Regions from separate parts of the Drosophila melanogaster genome. Here region 1 is linked to region 2. A link is a contact called in public Hi-C data. All regions are on one chromosome and are shown on one strand. The core of a region is the stretch at or near the end of the contact, and the rest is flanking DNA. Distances in the headings are between cores, read along the strand shown.

What was found. Hi-C and Micro-C count contacts between places; a contact is called where the count stands out from the background.
Region 1: a Hi-C map of the Kc167 cell line shows a contact between it and region 2, with 2.4 times the contacts expected there. A contact is called at or near these places in 11 of 107 Hi-C or Micro-C datasets (the D17-c3 cell line, the Kc167 cell line, the S2 cell line and 4 more) and 1 of 7 datasets of targeted methods (the S2 cell line).

The regions. Positions count from the first base shown.
Region 1 is chr2L:17,468,414-17,474,800 of dm6, forward strand. It overlaps Sgt (small glutamine-rich tetratricopeptide containing protein), which reads left to right and starts at 3,190. Exons shown (of 2, transcript NM_001259129.2): 1 at 3,190-3,439; 2 at 5,148-6,360. The coding sequence starts at 5,175. The coding sequence ends at 6,170. BicD (Bicaudal D) reads right to left here and starts at 4,802. Exons shown (of 8, transcript NM_001273601.1): 1 at 3,684-4,802. The coding sequence starts at 3,911.
Region 2 is chr2L:17,380,329-17,386,641 of dm6, forward strand. It overlaps CLIP-190 (Cytoplasmic linker protein 190), which reads left to right and starts at 4,372. Exons shown (of 17, transcript NM_165213.5): 1 at 4,372-4,511; 2 at 5,116-5,167; 3 at 5,233-5,567. The coding sequence starts at 5,303. It overlaps Lrch (Leucine-rich-repeats and calponin homology domain protein), which reads right to left and starts at 3,787. Exons shown (of 7, transcript NM_165212.2): 1 at 3,142-3,787. The coding sequence starts at 3,454.

The DNA of each region.
Region 1 (6,387 bases), core at 1,940-4,439, 87 kb after region 2:
ATCATCATCATCGTCCTCGACGACGTCGTCGTCAGAAAAGTACAAGTCTGTGTGTGCATTTACATTTTCATTGCTGGCAATTCATTGGGGAAAATCGGAGGAGGAGCCATTGCGGAAAAGCGGGCGGAGATGGCCTCAGTTGGCGGGAAATACAACACTTTTTTCCCCACTCATTTCCCTTCAGCCAGGCCAGACGACAGCGACGGAAACATGTTTTGTCAGTGCTCAAGCGGCGCATTTAACCCTTGCCAGCCCCGCTTAACCCATTCGTTGCGACCCCGGCCGCCATTGTGGCTATTGCAGTTGCTCCTGTCCGGGAGTTGCCGCTCCTCCTCCTCCGCTGACTGCCAGTTTGATTGCCATAGAATTGCAATTTGCGCCAAAAGAACAGAGCATCAGTGTCAAATCATTGTACATATTTTCTTTTTTTTTTTTGTGTGTTTCTTGCTCATACCCACTCCGTTTCCTCTGGGCGCTGGCTTTCATGTTGCCGCTACGATTCTAATTGTTATTGTCTAGCTTGGATTTGAAAAGGATAAAGGGCATTTGGCAGGACTCACAAGACCGTAAATTAGGAAGGCATTTGGGCAAAGTGTCGGAGGAGGATTTAGATTACTCCTTTGATTATCGTAATGATGCAAAAGGTAAACATTTGTCTGCTTTACATTATATATTTCCAACTGATTTAATTCTTATTGAATTAATTATATTCTACCAAAAGAATTCATAAATTTTTAAGACCATTCAACAAACTTTAACAAGTTTTGTAAAAAACTCGGTCCAACCGCAAACAAAAACCTGAACAAATAATGCCATTAATTATTAAATTTGTGTTAAAAACTTTTTGGGGCGGAAAGTAGCAAAGTCAGGCCAGCCGCAGCAGAATGCCAAACTACGCTGCGCTCTGGAATGTGACCAACGGACGACGGGATGTCCTTGGCGGTGGCGCCATGTGAGCCATGATATATGGCCACCACCCGCACCCAAAAACCCATTCACATGCGCCCACAAAACAGGACACATCGTCCATATTACGTGGCGTACACGTGTTGTTTCCACTGCATCGTTCGTCGCTCGTTTTATGGCCCTTGTTTCGGTGCCTTTTAATTGCCGCAGTTACAATCGCCCGAACAACAACGTGTTTTCCCGCCCCATCCACATCCACATCCACATCCATTTCCACATCCAGCTAACTGAATAAATTGCCAAATGCGGCTGACAGTTTCGACCGTCCGACGTCTCGAAAACTGGGTAAATATTTGTATTGCGGTCCTGCAGTTGCAATTGCCAATTTGCAGTCACAGTGATGGCAACGAAATTAGCACTTCCCTAATTGGACTTACCAGCAGATTGCATTAATTCTGGTTTTAAAATCCAGGATACTCCATGCAAATACATAACACATTTACCCTTTAATTTAGGAGTAATAATAAAAGTAAAGAAGATGGCATCGACTACCTTTTAAAGGATATCTCATATATCTCATTCGATGAACCAAGTTCTTAACCATATTATAAGAAACCATCCTCTTAGCTACCTATAAATAAACCCCCTAAACATGACTTCAGTTTAATCGAAATTCTATTGCATTAAAACGCAGTCGATGGGAAAATTTTTTGCGCCTGGGGCTCTTTGGAAAATACCCAGTTAATTTCAGTAAGCTAATTTCCAACCCAAGACGGAAACTTGGCCCTCCTTCGCTGCCGTCTGCCCGCTGATTTATGTCACTTTATGCTGGGGTCGCCCGAGGCAGATATCTTGATTGCAAGTGGAAATATGTCGCCCAGTCTCCACATAGCTTCCTTTAAACCTCACCCCTTTTTTTACACTTTTGTGGGGACACAGAAAATGCCCGCAGTGACGTGGTCGTCGACGTTGCTATTATTTTTTTTGTAATTTTTAAGCATCCATTATAAATGTGTGTGTGTGGGTGGAGGGTTCTTTTGGCCTCGCACTCATTTTTTTATTTGTGTTCTCGTAAAAGTTCAGTTGAGTTCAAATCCAACAAGCTGGAAACTATCAAGCTACGTTACAAGTGCACTGCCACCTGTCCAACAATTAATTGGCAGGCTTTTTGTTCGAAGCGCATAAAAATGCATGCGCATATACGTATTACGCACATACATATGCCCATTTGTAAAAAAGGTGTTACCGCCTGCATTGTGTGTGTGCGTGTGTGCAGGTGTTAACGCCCCCGTAGGATTTTAATTCCAGCTAACTTTTGTTAGCCCCATGGTTAATGGAACTTTAATTGCACTGTTTGCTAATTGGGGATACTTAAAGAATATGAACTATATGTTTACACCAAAATCAAATCTAAAAATAACAAATGATTTTGTTAATTTGCGTAATACAGTAAACATGTGTATAATTGTTCTGATCTTTATTTAACCAGTTGTATTTACTGTATGCTTTATTTACCCTTCTCCAACAAAATCGGCCTAAACCAACGTTTTCTTTTGGCAACAAGCAAAACAAACCAAAAAGGAAGCTTGTTGGGACACCAGTCGGAAAAAGCCAAAGCACGAAATGATAATAGACGGCTGAATGAGTATAGACTGCTTCCCCCATTTGATTTTTACCGAGGAAAGGACACAACTTTTCCCTGCCGTCTGGTAATGCAGTTCAGAGCCCGACAATCCACGGCCTGTGAAAATTCCAGAGGAAATGCCAGGCGATGACGAGGACTAATTGGAAAGGAAGGTTGGTGGTAAGAAGAAAAGGAGGAGTTGGATGTGGAAGTGGAGGTAGTTGGGCACTGAATAAAGGTGCAAAATGAAATGGCAAGAGTAGATTGGCCGTGCTGCAATCGGCCAACTGAAAGCTGAGATAATTTTTATAGGCCAAAACAATGTTTATGCCAAATTGAGCGTGATCAGTGGAGACAAGATAAAGATAAAAAAACAAAGAAAACATAATTTTGAAACAATGAAATAATTCTGCCAGCCAAATGCATTTTAAATGTTTAAGTGTTTTCAATCAAATCAAATGAGAATGCTATAGTGTTAACTTTAAAGATCGCTTTATGATTTGAACAACACATATCATCTAGGATCACTAGAATAATGGCATCGCATGGCTTTTTTTGGCCTTTATACTGACGGACAGAAGGACACTTGGCTAGCGATTATGATCTATGATAAACATACATAAATACTTTTTGCGGTCGTAAAGGCTTTCTTTCAGCTGTTAAGTTGTGTTTTTCATTTTTTAGTTTATTTATTGTTTTGTTTAGCGGACTGAATAGTATCTTCAATCGACCCAAGCGGTTCCACTGTATTTAAAGGTATACAAAACAACAGCACGTGACCATATGGCCAAGCCAGTTTCCGATTTCATGATCAGAGAGCGAATCCCAATTATTTCTGCTAGACCAGACCAGACGGACTTTGCAGAGCGATAGGTAGACTCGCCGAAAGAGAGTCAAACTGGCCAACAGGTGAGCGAGTTAGTTTGCCAGCAAGACAAATTGTTGGCCGTTGTGGAAAGGTTTTCTCTGTCTAAATATGTAGGTGTGTGTGCCCCAAGGTGTGTGTGAGTACGCGAGTGGGCCAGCTGGGCGATAAGCGGCGACTGCTTGGAAACAGATCGAAAAACATAGCAACAGAGGGGGCCAAATTGGCGGGTTACTATATAACCCATTGGAGCATTTAAAAACTGCGAAGAATTGTAGGCAAACTTACCTCCTGTGTGATGTCCAGTTCGTGGCGCGTGTTGTCGTAGAGCGTCTCCAGTTCCTCGCACTTCTGCTGCAGGGCGGACTTCTCCTCCAGCAGGGACAGTCCGTACTGGGCGGACTGGGCGCTGGCGGAGGACACCTGGTCCAGTTCGCGCGTGAGGCGCTCCACCTCCATTTGCAGGTCTTGCACGGATTGGTCCGCCGATGGGCCGTTGTTGCTGGCGCTGGACATGATGATGGATGGATGGTGTCCTTAGTGGTCGGGGGAGGGGGTGATGGTGTGGGTGTTGGTGGACGGTACAGCTGCCCGTGGGCAGGTGAATCTCCTCGTTGTTGCTGTTGATGCTTCTATCCTGGGCGGAATCTTTTCGATACAATTTTATGTTTTGGAGGGAAATCGATAGAAGTCGATTTGTATATGCCGCACTGTTTTGTTGTACTTCAGTGCTTTTTTTAAAATAATTTTTTTTATCGAAACCCCACACTCACACAACTCCACTCGCGGTGTGCTTTTTGCGTGTGTGTGCGTGCGTTTCACCTTTTCTCTTTTCCGTTTGAATGCGAACGTGTGTGTGTGTGTGTGGAATGGTATCGCTGCGGGTTTTCTCCTCTCTTCACTCACCGCGCTAAATTAGTAAATTAAACAGCGCTTAATGGCCAATTAACCGTGGGCTTTTAACGGCAAATAATTCTGCACTATATTTATATATGCCTGTAAGTCACACACACACACCAGCGCACTGCCGTACGCACACATAGGCGCGTATAAAACAGTTGGCAGCAGAAACTGAAAACGCAGCGCAGGAAGTTGTTTCAATTAACTCGAAAAGAAACAGCCGAAATGACATCACACAATTTCCCCTTTCCTTTCGTTCGCTGGCAAAGTGGGAGTTTTTCCCATTTTCCCTGCACTTTCCCCGTTCGCACGACTGCTCTTCGCGTATTCTCGTTATCCGTTGCACAATTGCGGCGTAGACGGCTAAATGCGGTATATATCAGGCCCAATCGCTGCGGTCGTCGATGGAGTCGAAATTTTCAAGCAAGTGCAAAAACAAAATTTTGTCCGCAATCACGTCGATTCTTGGCAATGTTTGTGACGGAATTTCAGTGCGACCGCAGGCAAAACTTTCGATAATGCGGAGAGGTGTGGAGAAAAGCGTTAAGAATGCGCTTAGCTCGGACCCAAACCTCGCGTTGGTAATAATAATCGCGTTTCCACTACTAAGGGTATGATTTTATTTAAAATGCTTGAAGCAACAGATTTATTTTTATATAAAAATATATAATATAAATATAATTTAAGCTGAAACCAAAGTTTGTAAACAGCGTCAGCATTTCCCATACTATCAGAATGTTCGATATATGTCTCAAAAGTTATCGGGCCATGTAGCACATCGATACTCGATTTTATATTCACATTTCGCCTAATCACATTTACTTTTCAACTTGTCTGTCGATCGAAATTAAGCGAACAGAAATCTAAAGCATAACCAAAATGCCGGACGCAGTGCAGCAGAGTTTCGTGCGTAGCTTCATTGACTACCTGAAGAAGCAGGGGGACGTGATGTCGCCGGACCAGACCGAAAGCATCGAGGTGGCGATCCAGTGCCTGCAGGCGGCCTTTGACTTGGGCGATGATGTGGAGGCAGCGCCGGCTGCGGCTGGTGAGGAGCAGGCCACCACACAGAGCAGCAGCACTGCGAGCGCACCGGACGATGATGCGGTGGCCAGCGGAAGTGCTGGTATCGGCGCCGCCGCCGCCGCCGTTCCCAATAACATTGACATGTTCGAGCTCTTCCAGTCGCTGTATACAGAACGCAATCCGGAATCCCTGGCCCTGGCCGAATCCATCAAGAACGAGGGCAACCGGCTGATGAAGGAGAACAAGTACAATGAAGCACTGCTGCAGTACAATCGTGCCATCGCCTTCGATCCCAAGAATCCGATCTTCTACTGCAATCGGGCTGCGGCCCACATCCGGCTGGGTGAGAACGAACGCGCCGTAACCGATTGCAAGTCCGCCCTGGTGTACAACAACAACTACAGCAAGGCGTACTGCCGCCTGGGCGTGGCGTACTCCAACATGGGCAATTTCGAGAAGGCGGAACAGGCCTACGCCAAGGCCATCGAGCTGGAACCGGACAACGAGGTGTACAAGAGCAACCTGGAAGCGGCCAGAAACGCCAGGAACCAGCCGCCCCAAACGGGGCGATTAAGGGAAGACCTAATCAACATGCTGTCCCAGCCAATGGTTAGGAATTTGTTCAACAACGCCGAGATCGACGTGGAGCAGCTGCTGTCGATGCTTCAGAATCCAATGATCATGAACACCATTCGCCAGCAGTTCGGCGGCGGCAATGCCCCGACCCTGCCCAATGACATGGTGCAAATGATCTATAACATGACCAGCCAATTGACTGGCTTTCCCAATTCGAACGCAAATCCTGGCAATGAACAGCAGCCGGGCAATCAGCCACCACCGAGCACCTAGAAGTGGATAGAATCCCGATCCCCGATCCCTGCCTGGATCGGCGGCACACAGATTAAGTTGTTAAGCTGAAACTATAAATGTATTTATAATGTTTAAATGGCTTCTATTACGCATACATACATACATACATATACATTTTTATCCAATGGAAATAAATAAATGACCGTGCAAATTGCCGCTGTTCCAATCGAATTTTCAATGAATATTAAATATATAT
Region 2 (6,313 bases), core at 3,122-5,621:
TTGACGTAAAATATGAACCTCTCAATTTCGTAACAGTTACCAGGCTGCAATTACAGTTTTGTTATTAAATAAATAAATATTATTAAAAATTCAAACTTTGCCAGAGCTTAATATTGTTTATCGGTATTTTTAAACAAATCGAAGCTAAATGGACAAGTAAGGAAACGAAACTGCTTTTTTATAGTATGACACTGTGGATCCACTTAGTAACGATGGACACCAGGGGATTCCTTTTTTTGTGACAAATTGATCCAAAAGATTCTAAACGGCCTTTTTATGGCTATAAAATATCCAAGGGAGCGCCACTGTTAAACCGCTCAGTAACGAAGGACACCAGACGATCATTGCTGCTACATTTCCATACATATATATATATTTATTTTGAGTGAGTTTGTTATATTCTGAAACAGTTTTCGCTAAACTCCCTGTTTATGGCTATAAAAAGTCCAAGTGGGCAGCACCTTTGTCAGCTGCTGATTCCTAAGCCGGCGCCAACTTTGCGGTCTGCGCAGCTGCTGTTGCTGCTGCGAGTTGAAGTTGCTGCTGCATGTTGCTGCCGCTGCTGCTGCTGTTGCTACCTTCTTGCATTTGCTTGGGCTTCTCTTCTCACAATTTCTGCTGAGGCCAGCTGCAATTTTGTACCCGTTTTGCGCTTTTTCCTTCTCGATGCAATTACTTTAAACAATTTCCTGCTGTTGATTTTTCGCTTCACTCGATTGACTCTTTCTTGTGCCGTCCTTTGTCTAGGTTTTTGTTTATGGTTCTGTTTGATTTGCGTGACACGCGTGTTAATTAAACGCCCCAAAGGAATGCACAAAAGTGTGGCTACCTCCCACCCACACCGCAACAACAAATGATTTTAGGAAATGCTGACAGGCGCCTGCCCATTCCCCTTAATTTCATGCCATTTCGGGGGTTGCAAATGGCATGCGTGCAAATAAAGAAAAAAGAAAAATGGTCGGTGTATACACCCCCCCCCCCTCCCACATTTTTTCTGTTTCAGTTTCTTTGACTTTCTTTTGCTTTAGAATCATCGATTTCTTGGAAACTCGAAACCCTTGTGGTTGCAAGCCATTAAGGCTAAGAGCCGTTGCCACCTCTTAAAGTCCACCGCCCCCACTTGCGAAAACCCTTCGCCGAGGGTGGCTTCATTGTTCTCGAAGAGGCAATTTGTAGAGGTTCTTCGCTAGGGTGTATTTACAAATATTTTCCCCAAAGATTAACCCCTAACGAGAGGTTCAGCGTATCTCAATATTCCCCCTGTTTTCTATTTTCCACATGTCCATTCACACCAAAAATCCAGCATTTTAATTAGTAATTAGTCACGCCTTCGCAGTCGATGACTCAATTGCTGGTGAGAAAACGCATGAAACTTATTCGAAAATGAACGAAAAACCGGAAGCTCGTTGGCTCTCCATGTGGGGAAGGGTTTTCCAAAGAAGAAGGGATCGTTTCCCCATTTCGAACAAATAGCGCGTGGCCATAAGTCACGGATTGTCACAGCTTAATTCGAAAATCAAGTCACGTAGGCGGAAAACGGGGAGCGGAGTGGATTGGAAGGAAATTAAAAATATGTTTCCTAGGTTAGGGGGAGATTAAGTTTTATCTCTTTAAACACTTCTAGTATCCTAAATTTAATTGAAACCTTCCGAAATTTGTTACGTACTCTTTTCAATATCGAAGTGCATTGTTCAATTCAGTTTCATTAATTAGTCAATTTATGTTTGCTTTATAAAAATGTAATTTTAATTGAATTAATGGTAGACAAACTGAGAATTTTGTTTATTTTTGTTGCTCTTCAATTCCGGTATTATCCATCATCCAAGGCACTGGCTAAGTGGAATTTTTATTGAATTCTTTCCCTATTCTTTTACCAAATTAGTTTTCAATTTATGACACAATTTATTTTTATCTCTCTTCCACGGCAATTAATCTTCGCAGTCCAAAAATAAAAAGTTTCCTTCTATTCCAGACATTTCCACCGAAAATACATCAAAATACAGTGCGTCCTCTGAAAGGTGACATTCCACGTTCATAATAAGTCTTAAAATTAATAATAACATCTCATAGTTGGAATTTACTTTGTGTAAGTAATTAAAAGAAATAAACTAAAATAATTTTGTAGTTTATAATCTGTCTCGTTTCAATGAACATAATCTTCGATCTGTGAAGTATTGTTAGATGGAAAATTGCCATATCTCGCTTTTTCAGCGATTAGAATGACAACTAACCTTATCTACGTATCCTTTCGCCTTTCAGAGCGTTTACTGTATGTGTATACAACAAACACAAGTGAAAATCGATGAGAGACATGTCCCGTTGTGAGAACATCTGTTCGAGGGTAGCAGCAGCTGTGAGAGGGGGCGGGGTCCTGCGAGAGGGCGGTGAATTTTCTGGGTGGGTATTTCCCATTTACTATTTCTCCGCTGGTGCATATTTTTTGGTCCTAACAAAAACGAAAGTTGGTTGAACTTCGACAAAATTTTCGTGCCGGCTGCGGCGAAAATAAAAATAAATAAGGATAACACGAATAGTGCAAAGTGGCGAAGAGCGAATAACGGCGGTAATTATTGTCCTTGAGCGCAGTCCGAAAAGGGAGAGAATGGGAGAGCCGCAGAGAGAAAGAGCAGCTGATGGGAGGACAGAAAAGGAGGAAAAGGATGAACCTCCGACGGCTGCTGCAAATTATTGATTTTCAAGCAACAAAAGGAAAATTCGCCACTGCAATGGAGATGGAAAAACTTCGTTAGCTCACCGGCAACAAACCTCCTTTGCTTAAATGCCGCACCCTAAAGGTATACACATACGCCAAACATTTTCGATAAGCAACTAATTTAATTGCTTTATCAGTACTTGTACATATGTAAACTCTACTTTTACTTTTTCTGACGTCAAAAGAAAACTTTATAACTAACAATTTTCTAATCAACTTTAATACCATTTAACTTTGTAATATAAAAATGTATGCTTTTTCCAATAAAATGTTATTAACTTCGTACATTAAGTATTATTAAGAACAGTTTAAACTTTACTTAGGAAGTAATGAAAACCCAATTTTTTCCGGAGCTACGAAACCGGCTTGAAGAACACCTTTTCTTTGTTCTCCCTTACGAATATACACTATACAATAGCGGTACGCACCTGCGATGACAGTGTCGGTAAGTGAGTACTTCGTTCCAGTCCTGGGAAAGTCCTTCAGCTTGCGATTGGTCAGGATCAGTTCGCCGCTGAAGTGCGCTTCTTCCAGGATTCTTTCCAGGGAGCGCGTCAGCTGGGAATGACTAAGCAGGGCAGACGAGGTGGAGGAGGAGGTGTTTCCAGCGTGGCCTATTCCAGATCCCGATCCTGTTCCAGATCCTGGAAGGGAAGCCGACCCGCTGCCGATGGCGCTGCCAGCGGCGCTGCCGACGCCGACTGCGACGCTATGTAGGCGTTGGTAAACCGTTGCTGCCATTTCCCGTGTAGGCGTGGCGACACTTCCACACACTTGCACACACACACGCACGCGCTAAACTATCACACCGATAAGGAAACGGAGTGAAGTGCCGAAAGAAACCGAAACTGGAAACTAAATTTGCTCTATTGAAACGCACGCATCTCGATTATTTTTCATTTAGTGTACGTCTTCTTGGCTCATTGATAAGATTTCTCGGAATTGGATTTTCCTTTTGCGGCTTCCTTCTTGCTTCCTCTTCTTTGCCTCCTCGCACACACGCGCACTCACACACGCACAAGCTCACGCAGCAGACGAGCGACAGTGCACAACGAAAATCGAAAAACAACTGAATCGGTTTATGGGATGCTACTTGGGCAGCGCTGGAAACGTTGCTGTTAGTTTAAAATCGGCGTGCCTTTGAGTACTATCGATAAAATACCACAGTGCGCCGATGATACACTGGCTCCATTTTTATCGCAATTCGAAATGTCAACAATCTTACATTTTATAATGTAATGTAATGTTTGTTTATTCAGAATGATCTACCGTTTAGCATTTGCCCCTTCAAATTTAGGGCATTATTAGATTACTGAGTCGTTATTACACCGAAACATTTCATATAACTACTTAAAGAAAAAATGAACAAATGACCAGGTAACCTGGTATTGGAACCCGGCAATAAACTGGTTGAATATTAAAAAACCATGTTAGACTAAATTATAAATTCGTTAATTTGTCAGTTGTGTGGGCTCAGATCACAAATCTGAATAAGCTCAGCGACGCTTCCATTATTGGTGACATAATTTCATATTTTACATATTTATATTCACGAATAAATATTCGCCAATTTCCTACAGGGTGTTTTTGTATGACCGCATTACTCTAAAAATACCTCGGGAAAATATAGCCGCAACTATCGATTGGCGCGCTGCACTGGAGCTGTGCTACCATCGCTAACTCAGTGCAACAACAAAATTCCAACGCAACGCCAACTAAGTGCAAAAAAAATCTAAAATTTGTGTAAAATTGTAAAATCCCAATCGCGTATATTTCTAAATCGTATTCGCACAGCACAGTATGTAAAGCACTCCAGTTTATTTAAGTACTGTGTGTGTGTGCGGTAAACACACACCAATAAGAGTGCGTTTTCGCGTCCCTTTTCCCACCCTCTTCTAATGGTTCCCTCTTCTATAACTGTGTCAAATCAGCAGCAACAATAAAATATAGAACAGAGCTACAGCGTGCGTGTGTGTGTGTGTGAAATGCACAAATTGATAAGCAATTTGATTCAATTTAATCTTGTTTAAGTCTGATGAATATCAGCGCAAGCAGCCCAACACAAAATTATAAATAAAAAGTTACGAATTTATATAAATAGAATACCCTTGAGTGATTTTGTTAGTCGCATAAAATTAATTCAATACATATTTGTGTTCCGCATTTTTTGAAAATATAACGAAGTTCTGGCCAACGAGAGCAACAACAAAAAGCGGTCTTGTTTGTTTTTCAAGCTCAACGAAAAAAAGAAGAAAAGAAATCTGCTCTCAGTCAGCTGTTTTAAAGCAGCCGCCTAAGTGCGAGTGAGATAGCTGCCTGCGCGCCAAAATAAAGCAACAACAAAAGTGGAACAGTGGTTCAAAACCTAGCTAAAAATAAAAAAAATCCATTTATTTTTGTAGCAAAAATATAAAATAAAAGCAAATTAAGCGAATTATACATATATTTGTTAAGGTAAGTGATCAGCATTCCATTTATTTTACCAAAAATTATTCTTTTGCACTTGTTTTTCCCCCAAGTTTTTTAAATCGTTTACTTTTAATACGCGTGTGTCCTAATAAGTGAAGATTATTAAGAATAAAGTAAAAAATGAGTGATGATACGAGCGCTTCGGGCGGGACAAGTGCCCCTTTTCCATCGCCAGTTACTGCGGACCCGGAACCAGGAGCCACTGCCTCCAAATTACCGGGTCCCATCAGATCCAATATTCCCACGCCCGCTACTTCTGGTACCGGAATCCCGCAGCCCAGCAAAATGAAGGCACCATCTAGTTTTGGATCGACGGGTTCTGTTTCCAAAATCGGAAGACCGTGCTGCAATCACACAACTCCCAAATCCGGTCCACCACCAAGAGGTAAGTCTAATCGCATTGTGCAACAACGCAAACCAGTTAGTATTATTGCTCAAAGCAAATATGTTACTAAGAGCAGTATTTTTGAAAGTAGTTAAAGGTCTTAATTATCCCCTGGGTTTAATTATCATCCATTTTACAAGCTAGAATTTAAAGCAAGATGAAATTAAAACACATCTGAACACCAATGGGAATTCAACCAGAGCCCCTTTGAAAATCTTGTCAGTGCATTGTCACATACATATTAACATCTTAACAAAGAACATTAATTTCACAATTCAAGAAAAGGGGTTTTTACCGATTTCCACTTTTATACGCGAGTTCTTCACTTATAAAACAGTTGGAAGAAGTCTGATAATTGAATTGCTCTCCGGAAAATATCGCAGTAAAATATGTTTCAATAGTATAGCCCACCACTATACTATCACCAAGTACTCATGAAGGTTAATATTAAAAAATGTACCCACATTCAAATGGGAAAACAGAAACCCAAAAAGAATGGTGAGTTTAAATAATGCACTTTTAAGTTTGACATTGTAAAGGGGTCATTTCATCAAGTTTACTTACTCTCTACCCTCAATACCCGAGATTTGACTACTTTTGTGTTTGCATCTTTGGCTCAAGCAAGTCAAGCATCCGCCTACATATATATATGTGCACCCACAAGATGTAGATTGCTGTATACTATAAGCGAATGCAATGATCTAATGGAAACGATGACAGACCCACTCACTTGCTAAATATATACA